Linked DNA regions of Mus musculus: regions 2, 3 and 4 are each linked to region 1. The links are chromatin contacts, called in public HiChIP or PLAC-seq and Micro-C maps. All regions are on one chromosome and are shown on one strand. The core of a region is the stretch at or near the end of the contact, and the rest is flanking DNA. Distances in the headings are between cores, read along the strand shown.

The links. Hi-C and Micro-C count contacts between places; a contact is called where the count stands out from the background. HiChIP or PLAC-seq counts read pairs in DNA pulled down with a chosen protein or histone mark.
Region 2: a contact with region 1 is called in an H3K27ac HiChIP or PLAC-seq map of embryonic stem cells, with 4 times the contacts expected there. The contact joins the enhancer-like site here to the promoter of Fam117b in region 1. A contact is called at or near these places in 6 of 39 promoter capture datasets (the C10 cell line, HPC-7-derived erythroid cells, frontonasal cranial neural crest and 3 more), 7 of 115 datasets of contacts at active chromatin or transcription factors (the 230-238 cell line, T-cell acute lymphoblastic leukemia, embryonic stem cells and 1 more) and 1 of 9 other capture datasets (adipose tissue).
Region 3: a contact with region 1 is called in an HNF4G HiChIP or PLAC-seq map of pancreatic cancer cells. The contact joins the promoter of 2310016D23Rik here to the promoter of Fam117b in region 1. A contact is called at or near these places in 3 of 39 promoter capture datasets (liver, pre-B cells and stem cell-derived epiblast-like cells) and 1 of 115 datasets of contacts at active chromatin or transcription factors (pancreatic cancer cells).
Region 4: a contact with region 1 is called in a Micro-C map of embryonic stem cells, with 7 times the contacts expected there. The contact joins the promoter of Raph1 here to the promoter of Fam117b in region 1. A contact is called at or near these places in 3 of 39 promoter capture datasets (the C10 cell line, pre-B cells and second pharyngeal arch cranial neural crest), 2 of 484 Hi-C or Micro-C datasets (both in embryonic stem cells) and 1 of 115 datasets of contacts at active chromatin or transcription factors (astrocytes).

The regions. Positions count from the first base shown.
Region 1 is chr1:59,911,693-59,914,357 of GRCm38.p6, reverse strand. Fam117b (family with sequence similarity 117, member B) reads right to left here and starts at 1,352. Exons shown (of 8, transcript NM_001037725.3): 1 at 606-1,352. The coding sequence starts at 1,194.
Region 2 is chr1:60,851,235-60,853,899 of GRCm38.p6, reverse strand. No RefSeq gene overlaps it. Among named protein-coding and RNA genes, the nearest start is that of Gm38137, 11 kb to the left of the region's middle. Within about 2 kb of position 1,354, at least 123 of the 459 cell types and tissues checked have an H3K27ac peak or open chromatin away from gene starts, as enhancers often do. A contact at or near this core is called in T-cell acute lymphoblastic leukemia, adipose tissue and embryonic stem cells, where this site is marked.
Region 3 is chr1:60,777,138-60,779,802 of GRCm38.p6, reverse strand. 2310016D23Rik (a long non-coding RNA gene) reads right to left here and starts at 1,342. Exons shown (of 3, transcript XR_865459.1): 1 at 887-1,342.
Region 4 is chr1:60,565,424-60,568,088 of GRCm38.p6, reverse strand. It overlaps Raph1 (Ras association (RalGDS/AF-6) and pleckstrin homology domains 1), which reads left to right and starts at 1,324. Exons shown (of 14, transcript NM_001045513.3): 1 at 1,324-1,524.

The DNA.
Region 1 (2,665 bases), core at 103-2,602:
AGTTCCAGGTCAGCCAGCGGTAGTGAGAGTGTTGGGGGGGGGGGGGTGCGGGAAGCAAAGAATAAGTCTAAGAGAAATAAAACCAGTATCTCAGAAACACACTCAGACCCTCAGGCTAGCTATCTACCATTTACGTATATGTGTAAACACATACATAGACCTATGCACACACCCCAAAGCAATCTTGCTTAACTTCTCCCTTCTTGCTACTCATTAAGTCTTACGAAATGCAAAAACTGCTCCCAGCTTCACAACTCTTCAATGATCCAAATCCGCCTTTGCTGATGCATTCAGTCCTCCAGATCCGAAACTGTTTTGTGGAACAGAAACACTAAGCAGCACACAAGTGCTATTTGCAAGCATTAACCGCGTCACCAAAAGTGACAGGACCAGCCCCAGCAGTAGCGACGCAAGGCCAAACCCCAGGGTTTATGATTTCCACAAATTGAGCCCAGGCCCAAGGTTAGCGGCCGCACCTCCACGGCGGAGACCCGCACGGGCAAGACGCAGGGGTGGCGGACCGCACGCCCCGCCCCGCCCCGCCCCGCCCCACCGGAGCGCTGCAGTCCCCACTCGGCGGCACAGGACCCCTGTCCTCCACGTACCTGCTTTGCACACCGGGGCGCTGGGGCTCCTCTTCTCCGCCGAGGGTCGGCCCTGCTCTGGGGACCTCCTCCGGTGGCGGACGCGGGCGGAGGGTGGGGCCGCAATCACCTCGCTCGGCCACAGGTGGGTGGGCGACGAACTGGGCGACGACACGGTGCCCAGCAGGGGCGGTGGCGGCTGCGGGCGCGGAGGACTGCTTCGGGCCCCAGGCGCCGTGCCGCGCGTGGGGCTGGTACCGCGCGTGGACGTCACGGACGCTCCCGTCTGCGTGGCCACCGTGGGGCTGGTACGCGCCGCCGCGCTGCCGCCGCCGCCGCGCGTGGGGCTGGTGCTGCGTGAGGCGGTGCGCGGGCCGCCACTGCCGCCGCCGCCCGAGGGGCCTGAGGCGCCTCCGTTGCCTCCGTTGTTGCCGCCGCCGCCGCCGCCCCGCGTGGGGCTGCCATGTTGCTGCTGCTGCTTCAGCTGGAACGGCACCGTCGCCCTCATGGGCTGCAGGCGGCTCCCAGGGCCCCCGGGCGGGCCGACCGCGCCACCCGCGAGGGCGCCGGCGGGCGTGGGAGACCCATTGCGCCTCACCCGCTGGGACATGGTCCCCCCGCCCCAGAGACGGCGGCCGGGGGTGCTGGGCGGCGGGGACCGGCTGCTCGGGGCCCGAGGGAAGGCCTGAGCCAGCGGGTGACGTAGCCTGACTTCAGGACCAGGGGGCGCGCGGGCAGCGACGGGCACCGACGAGGTGATGCAGCCGCCGCCGCGGCTCCTCATCAACAATAGTGTCTCCTCCGTTGTCCCCGCCCCCTGCCGCCGCTCATTGGTGTAGCGTCAGCGCGCTCGAGCCACTCGGCCTCGCTGATTGGCTGCGCGCATCTCGGCTCCCGAGGCTGCTTCTGCTCTTTAAAGAGAAAGAGGCCCGCCCCCGAGGGGTCGGGCGGCGGAGGAAACCGGCCGTGGCAGGAGGAGGGGTGCGGAGGGAACGCTTGTGGCTTGTGTAGAGGGATGCGGGGGTGGGGGGTGAGGGGGGGTTGCGTGCGTGTGCGGACGTGTGTGCGTGCGTGTGTGTGTGTGTACACGTGCGTGTACGTGTAGGCGCGCGCCCGGCCACGCGCGTCCCTGTTTCCCGCTGGAGGGAGCCCCTGGGACTCCGGGAATTTGGCCAAAGGGACGGACTGTACGGGACCACGGTGTCCCCGGGGATGGTCTGAACCGACTCTTTCCCTCTGAAACTCATTTCCTTACAGCAGTGGTGTCTGTAAGTTAACACGTACGCACATCTCTTTGGAGACTCCCCTCACCCCCGCCCCCCAATCTTTTTGTTCTGCCCTAATTCCATCTACCTATGAGCAGGGCTCTAAAATAAAAGAACTTTAATTCTAGGGTATTTTATATCTTTCTTCTCTTTTCTTTTTGGCGCTACAAAGATTCAAATATCAGAACGATTATATTTGCAGGTTAGAATGCAACTTTAGATGGTATCTGTGAAGTTCAGTTATCGAGTAGTGTTGCTACTAGCCCCCACCCTTATAGATCTCAAGTAATAAAGAATTTATTTAATCAGTTACTTTACAGTTCCCTTATACCTTAGAAAGATGCAAGTTTATAAAGTGCTGTGGCCTCCACTTGCTCCTCTCTATTTGAGACAGAACTGGGTGCACCACCCATATTTATTTATTTATTTATTTATTTATTTATTTATTTATTACATTTATGTATCTGGTTTGTGAATAAGCATGTGCATGCATGTAGAGGTCAAAGGACAGCCTGTTCTTTTCTAACATGTCTGTGCAGGGAATCAGACTCATGCATCAGACTGAGCCGTTTCATTGGCCCACCATTCATAGTTTAGTCTGGTGGAGAAAATAAGTCTCCATGGCTTTCATAAGAACTCTCTGAAAGGCAAGAAATTCTAAAGTAATCATAATACGCGGGTTCCTCTTCAATTAAAAAGTCGACATGCAGACTGCACGTGGCATCCTTAATCCCTTTATGGCTTTAATAGCTATACATTCTAAAAAGATCCCTTAACCAAGGCGTGGTGGTTCTGGTAACAGGTTCTAGGCCTCAA
Region 2 (2,665 bases), core at 105-2,604, 940 kb before region 1:
CTCTCCCATTTATTGAGGTTCTAGTGTCCAAATCCTCCTTATAGAGGTAACCGGGTTAAAATGAACACATGGGCGTGAACCTTACTCCAGTGAGCCATAGCCTGATAGAGGAGGGGCTTTGGACAGAGGCACCCATAGAGGAATCCAACAGGATAAAAGGAGATGCCTGCCAACACGCAAGCCTGAGGACAGCCTGTAACAATCTCTAGCTCACAGAGGGAAACAAACCTTTGTCTCAGGTTTCTCTCCACCAGGAGATACTTAGTGTCTATTGTTTAAGCCACCTAGTGGGAGATACCTTATTAACAAAGGCTCTAGCAACTTAAACACTCTCTGCCAATTTGACCCCGTGGCTAGGGAAATCCCCTCTTTGGAGGCAGCTCTTAAGGTGAGGCCTCGTTGAAAAACAGTTCCGGTCCTGTGTAGGTCTGGGGCAGACCACTTTACATGGAGGAATAGCAGAGACAGTGCCATGGGAAGAATTTGGTATACTCAAAAAAATAGCAAGAGGGTCACTCCAGCTGGGTTTGGGGAGTGGGAGGGGGATGAGTTCAGGCTGAGGCTTGAGAGTCTGGCAGGAATGCTAAGCTGTGCTATGCCGTAGAAGCAAGCTAGGACTTAAGCAGAGCAGAGCAATGGTAGGGGTCGTCATGCTTTGTAAGTACTCTCCTCAGTGGCCAGTAAGTGTCCAGGTAAGGGGTAGGGGTCAGGATCAGAGGCAGAGGACCAGTGAAGAGACTACTTCCATTGTCCAGGGCAGAGACGTTAGGTTAACAGGTCAGAGGGACATCGAGGGTTCCAATGGAAAGAGAAAGAGGAGAGAACAAATTCAGGTATCATTAGGAATTGATAAGACTTGCTGAGGAGAGGAGATAGGAAGTCATCAGAGACAGCTGTTTGCTTAAGACACAGCTGGCAGGTGGTTAGTCACAGGGGGTGGGGAAGCCTGGAGCAAGACAAGGTTAAAGTCACAAAAGGAGACTTGCTTTTTTCTTTTTCCTTCCAGACTTCTTGCTAAACTGTTTCCTGTCTCCCTTCTCTCTATCCACAGGCATGTTGTCCTTTCATGATGCCTTTCTTACTGCTCGCCGCTCTCTCCGCTTGCTCCGTGTGTAATTTCATACATTCCCGGGACTCCACTTAGTACCACCTACAAGCCAATCACTGTGATCTATGGACACTTAACCCAAATCCTCTACAGAGTTCCAGAACCTCGTCCTCAACTGTCTTGTAGATTCCACACCTGGAAATTCAAGCTAAGAGTCCATTCTAGCCACACCCACCCTCGGGGCAACTTATTGCTGGAGCTCTGCTTCGAGGCTTCTCCATTCTTACTTCCTCATAGTTCTGCTCCATACTTCCCCCACACCCCTTGATTGTTTAGTAATGGCTATAAGAGAGGCCCCTGAGCACGGACTTAAAAGGGAACAGTGGATGGAGGATTGCAAACGGTGTTGATAGCGTAACCAAACGAGCCGGTCTCATCTTTGAGACATTATTCTTAGATTATGTGAAACATTGTGAGCTTATCTGAAGGGATTAATGGTTGGGTTGTTTCTTAATGGAAACACGTGTTCTAAAGGAAAGCAGAGCGTGTGGGAGGGGAACCCCTAAACACCAGGAGCTCCATATTTGCATACTACTGCTGCCCTTTGCTTGCCCTTTGTTTCTGGCTATCTCAGAGTGACAACTTTCCTCTTAAGTCACATGGCTGTAGAGTTAATATTGTCCTTGCACAGCTCACACAGCTGCTTCATTATAGTGGGCAGAAGGAGCTGATTATCATCAATAATGTTGGGGAAGAAATGGATGAATTTAGATAGAATACCTAATGAATATGACATAATAATCAAGAATCAGGTCAAGGGTTTAGTATTTGGATTCTATTAATATTACTCACTATGGTAACACAGCAAAAAAGGCACACAATTGAGAAAGATACCTAAAGCCATTCGAAAAAAAAAAAAAAACCAACATTGACTTTAGACCCTCTCATATTAAAAAGGCATGCAAAAAAAGGTTCACACATATCAGCTTTACTTTCCTTAATTTCTGCCTTGCTCAGCTAGTTATGTTTTCTGCATGTTCCTCATATACACGCTTATAACAAGAGAGGCTTCAAAAGCCCATGCTTTCAAACGTGATCTTTCCCCATTTTTAATAAAGGCTACAAAAATGCTTTTCAGCGATAACAAGCATGAAGGAACGGGGTCTGAAAAAGCTTCATTGTCTGAGGCCATTTAAAAGGCTTGTACTTGTTGCAGTATTTTCATTTGGTGAATATTACTAGTCATGGCCTTAATTTATTAATGTACAGTCTGGAATCAGAAATGCAATCTCCAATAATAACTGCGTGAAAGACCTTTCACTCTGGGGGCAGCGGCAAGCTCGGCAAGCCAGAGGCAAGCCAGAGGCAGTGACACAAAATGAATTCTGATCTATCTTTTTCTAAAGGAAATTGACAGCAGACATTCCTATCTCTTTCTAGCAACTCAAGCTGACTATAATTGGAACACAAAGGCCAGTCATTCAGCTCTCCCACCCCTGGCCTTTCCCGCAGCTTCCACACCACAGAATGAATGCTGGCAGCCCTGAATCATATTCAAGTCACTGGGAATGCTTTGCAGTCAGCAGAGCTTATATTTATGTCTACTTTCTTCATTGC
Region 3 (2,665 bases), core at 93-2,592, 870 kb before region 1:
CTAATCCTTTCATATAGTAGTGAGTAGAAACTAGAGACAATCTGCCGTTGTCCCACCAGAAGGTTCAAGGGCAAAGACAAGAATTAGCCCCAAACTTAGTATTCTACGGGGCACAATAAGTCATAATTTCCCCCTGAGCTCTAAACCTGGAAGTTTACTTTTGCATTACTAACCTTAATTCACGAAACAAACAACCTACTGAAAGAGGCCAGATTTGAGGGGCAATGAAGGTTAAAACAAACAAACAAACAAACAGGAGAGAGGTGCTTGTAGGAGCTGGGACCTCTCTTCCTGTTTTGTTCTCAGTGGTTTTCATCCTAGGTTGCTTCCTTTTGAGACTGAGAATATGTCTCTCCCTATAAAGCTAGTAACCAAGCGGCAGAAAGATCGAAGTAGGCTCCACAAGATAAGTACTCTCCTGTCACAGCTTCAAGAGGAGGCTGAGCAGATTTAAGTCTTTCTTATGGCCTCTGTAGAGGCCCTGGGAAGGAACTGAGTGAATAACCTACACAGCAGTCCTACACACTATATAAGAAAAGTCTTGGAGGTCCTAAGGCTGTTCACCCAGACTGTAACTTGAACACATTAGTGTATCCTGGCTTTGCAGGATACACCATTCTGAGAGAGGTGTGCCTGCTCCTGGTATTACAGGCTGTTTGCATATTAAATCTTAGGTATTACAGGCTGCTTGCATATTAAATCTTAGGTATTACAGGCTGCTTGCATATTAAATCTTAGGCATCTGACCTTTTGGGGAGCAATTTCCTATTCTTGGCTGCACAAATGAAGCTAAATCTTACCCTATTTCTAAAATGCCCAGATAGAATGAATGAGTGTATGGCTCAGAGTGCCCCCACAGGCTGTTTCCAGAAAGAACTATTTGTACCTTGGGTGTAACCAGCAGCTGTAGACAAACAGGGTGGAGCAGCGATAAGGGATGACAAAGGCCGGGTCAGTGTCTATGATCTGTATAAAGCTGACTTTCACGCCTACCTGTGAAATGCCAAGCTTTAGTTTGCCCTTCCAGTGGGCAGCAGCAGGGGTTGCGGGTGCGGGTGAGGGTGTGCTCTCCTGGTCACCTATAAATAGTAGCTAAATTTAGATTTGAAAAAGTCATGGAAAGTGGTAGGAGGCCAGTCCTGAGACAGCTGCTTCTGGTCTCTGCTCCACCCACTCCACACTGGAGCTGAGTGTGGTCCATTTGGAAGGATTTGCAGGGTAATTCGTCTTTTTCATTACCTTGGACACGGGCCATACCCCCCCACCCCCACTGTGAATAAAAATTTATTTTGTTTCCTTGGAGATTGCATGGATTTGATGGTTGGACGAGAGGGAAAAGAGCAAAGAAAATGTAACAGTAATCATTGGGCTTTTAGCACTAATTTCCCGAGGATGCTGTCATCTTGAAATTCTCGTCCCCTTTGCTTTTAGTTTCCTGTTTCTCCTCCCCAGGATAGCTCTCTCTTGGATAAAGTCTCTCCCTCATTCTCTGCAAATCCTTGCCTTTTTTTTTTTTTTTAAATAAAGTTACTTGGACACTCACACTCCCAAGAGGTCTTTACATGCACCCAGACTGATCCCTTCTAGATGGTGTCTGGCGTTCAAAGACAAGCTCAAAGCTTAAAAGTGGTGCCTTGGTTCTGTCTCAGAGGTCAGCAAACTGCGGCCTACAGGCCAAGTCTAGCCACTGTCTGACACTGCACAGGCCATGAGCTGAAGAATGGATTGTATGTGTACATACGGCTAGGGTGATGGTGCAGCAATCAGAGGAATCACAATATCTGGCAAGAAAATTAAAGGAGAATCAAATACCAATATCCATAAGTAAAAGCTTGCTGAAATACAGCTAATCTCAGTTGTTTGTCTACAGTGACAGACTGCAGTAGCTACAAGAAACTATACAGTCACCAGAGTAACAGTAGATACACAATGTCTAAGTTCTACAGTCAGGACTAAGTAGGTGCCTTAAGGTGAATAGAAGGAGGTGAAGGGTTGTAAAATACACTCTGATTGGTCCACGCAGAGATAAGGACAACAGCGTTGCTCTATCGTTTCTCCTGTACCCAGTCCGCTTTTCAGAGCTGGGAAGACGGTCATCAAAATGTTGTTGGATGAATGAAGAAGAAGACAGGACAGAGAGGCACAAAGCAAATGAAACATGAGTTGCACCCTGTTTGGAATGAAAAAGCATCCCCATGACAACCTCCAGCTAGTCTTGCTTCATATCATCTATATCACTGGTTCCCAGACGTTAGCAAAAACCCTCACTTTGGATGCCAACGTATCGAATGCTCAGTGTGTGCATAAGAAATTGAAAAAAAAAGTCTGTATGAATCTGGCTAACTTTGCTGATGCTAATTCAAACCCACCTTTCTGACCCTCTTCCTCAGTCACCAAATGTACATCAATTTAGTCTAGACACTAAACTCAGATGAGGAAGTTATCAAGGGAAAGGAAATCAAATGTAAACTTCATAAATAAACCTTTTGTTCATCTCTCTCTCTTCTTCCCTCCCCCTCCCTCCCTCCCTTCCTCCCTCTCTCCCTCCCTCCCTCCCTCCCCATCTCTGTGCTTGCAGGTGACACCCACACATATCCTTCAGCGTTGGCAGAGATGTTCACTCAGATAATGACTGGAGTTCATGCTACCTGTTCTCATCTTCATG
Region 4 (2,665 bases), core at 75-2,574, 650 kb before region 1:
GAAACAGACAATAATTGTATTGGACAGTTCTAAATACCAGTTTGAAACAGATTGTGCAGCAGTTTGGAAAAGACTACTAAAAGACTGAAACTACTTGGAACTCTTCAAGAATATCAGGAAGTAGAATGCAATTAGTCAAACTGGGATTTGATCCTACACTAGAGGAGTGAATACTCATTCTTAGAAAGATCGCCAGAATTTCGGAAATAGGTTATTTATGGGTTTTTTTTTTTTCCTTTTATTTTTTTGGTGAAAATTCAAGATACAGAAACAGTTAAAGAACAGACAAGAAGACATAGAAAAAAAAGAATGCTGGACGTTCAATGCAGCCAATTCCAGACCATAGCTCAATTTCTTCAATGCTAACAAAGTACATAGCCAAGCAAAGGTAATTTAATACTACTTTTCCTTTCCTTTGATCAACTTTACATGAAGGTCATAATAAGGACGTAAATCGAAAGAAATCTAAGTCTGCCTAAGTCAAAACTGCATTAAGATAAGCAGCATTTGAGTAATTTGGAGCTTGGAATCAAACCCAGTATTTTAAGTGTAGTACTCAGGGAATACAGCTCAGGGCTCAGGAAAGTTCGCCAACACCCTTGCTGAGAACAAATTCAATAAGGGAGAACAGAAACCAGGGACACAGATGAACAGGCTCTGACGTGAAAAAGGTAAAGATGAATGGAATAATGTCTGATCCCTGAAAGCTTTCCTTACACTGCACGAAACTGCAGAGTTTAAGCTAAAATGGGATTTCCTAGGGCAGTGCTCCCAGATTTCAACAATAGTAGGCGAGTGCCTGAGGAAGCCCAGGGTTGGTTCTGGAGACGACACATGCGGCAGGCAAAGGCTCCCAGCCCGGACAGGTCTGCTCGTCCGCCCTCAGTCTCCCAAGACCCTGGGACCCGAGTGATTGGGCAGGCTTCACGGGAAGGGCCACGGCGGGCGGGACCGCGGCGGGATTTTCCTCTCCGCTCATTCATTCTCTGATTCATTGGTTCCTGGAGGCGACTCACACGGACGCGCGCTGGAAAGGCAGGGCGCGGAGGACGGCCGCGGCTGGGTGCGGCCCGGCGCCTGAGGGGCGGCCGGTTGGGTGGGGGTGGGGGGTGCGGCTGTCCAGGCCGGGAGGGGCGCGCGCGTGCGCGCGTGCCGGGGAGCAGGAGAGGCGCGCGGCCGCCTGCGCCGGAAGTGAGCGGTGGCCGCGGCGGGGAGCGCGCGGTCAGGCGCAAGTCGGTCCGCCCTTGGGCCGCGCGGCCCTCAGCCCCGCCCAGTGTGCCGGGGCAGGACGCGCGGGCTCTGTGATCCGCGCCGCGGGGCTCTGCGGCCGCCCCGCCCAGTCCCCGCCGACGCCCGCTCTGTGGGTCGGTCAGTCAGTCGCCGAGCGCGCGCCGCGGGAGCTGCGGGCGCTCTCAGCGTTCGGGAGAGGAGCGTCGCCCCTGGAGAGGCGGCGGCGGCGGCGACTGGAGGCGCGAGCAGCTGCTGCCTAGCGCAGGGCTCCGGGAGGGCCGAGGGGCTGCCACGGTGAGTGCTCCGCCACCTGGCCCTCGAGGTCCGGGAAAGGAGAGGTCTGGGTGCCCGGGAGGCGCTGCCGTCTCCATTTGCCCGGCGCCCGGCGTGGCCCTCCGAGCGAGTGCGGACGGCTGCAGCCCGGGGCGCGGTCCTTGCCGGTCAGGCTCTCAGCGTTGGGCTGAGCCCCGCCAGGCGGCCTGCGGTGGGTAGGGGGTCGGCGGGGCCTGGGTTGCACCCCGCGCCCCTCGGGGCTGCACCGTGCAGACAATGAGACCTGGGGCCGCCTGGGGAGGTGCGGCAGGGCTGATACTCCGCACTAGGGCGCCGGTGGCCGGGGACCGCGGGTGGAAAGGGACTGGCTCCCGGTAGCCGCAGAAACCGATGGCTGGGTGCGGGATTGTTCTAGCTTCCATGCCCTGCCTGCTTTCATAGATGAGTTCACTGCAGAGATTTAGAAAGGCGGGGCGCCTTCTGTGTCTTCTAATTAAGCCGGCAAAGTAATTGCTCTAGTGCTTTTTAGCTCCATCTCATCTTTCCGCGTACATTCCCGCCGGAAATCCAAACTGCAATTCAGTGGAGGACGGCAGAAAGAGGGAAGGCTGCCTAATAGTGTTGGTTAGGTTGCCTTCGTTTTAAGACACCTGAAAGATACCCTTTTCCTATTCAGGGGTTGTCTTAGGCTGGCCCCCCTGTGTGAACTGGAAACTACTTGATCCTTATGTATCAGAGTGAAATAGGAGCTTTGGGAAATGGTATGAGTTGCATGTTTCCTGTGTGTTGCATTTCATACATTTTATGGGAAGAACAGTTTGGGTGGACGCTGCCTGCAGCATTTCTCATGGAGAAGTGGAGAGCCGCCCAAGTAGGTAAAGTCCTCCCTAAAGGAACTGTAAAGGTAGCGGGCTAGGGCTGAGGCATCATTCGATTATTAAACGGTGGTATTGTGTTCGTAAGAATATTGAAGTGAGCACACAGTCACAGAAACCTCCTCAGGTATAGTGGGAGACACTTCTACAACACTTGAGTGGTGGAAACAGTGCGTTAGAACAGAGTAAAGTCACATTCCATGCGCTAGAATAGGCTAGCAACGTGATAGTGGACAAGCAAGCCGATAACTATGCAGTAGTTCCCTGCCGGTAAGCAGCAGTACTCC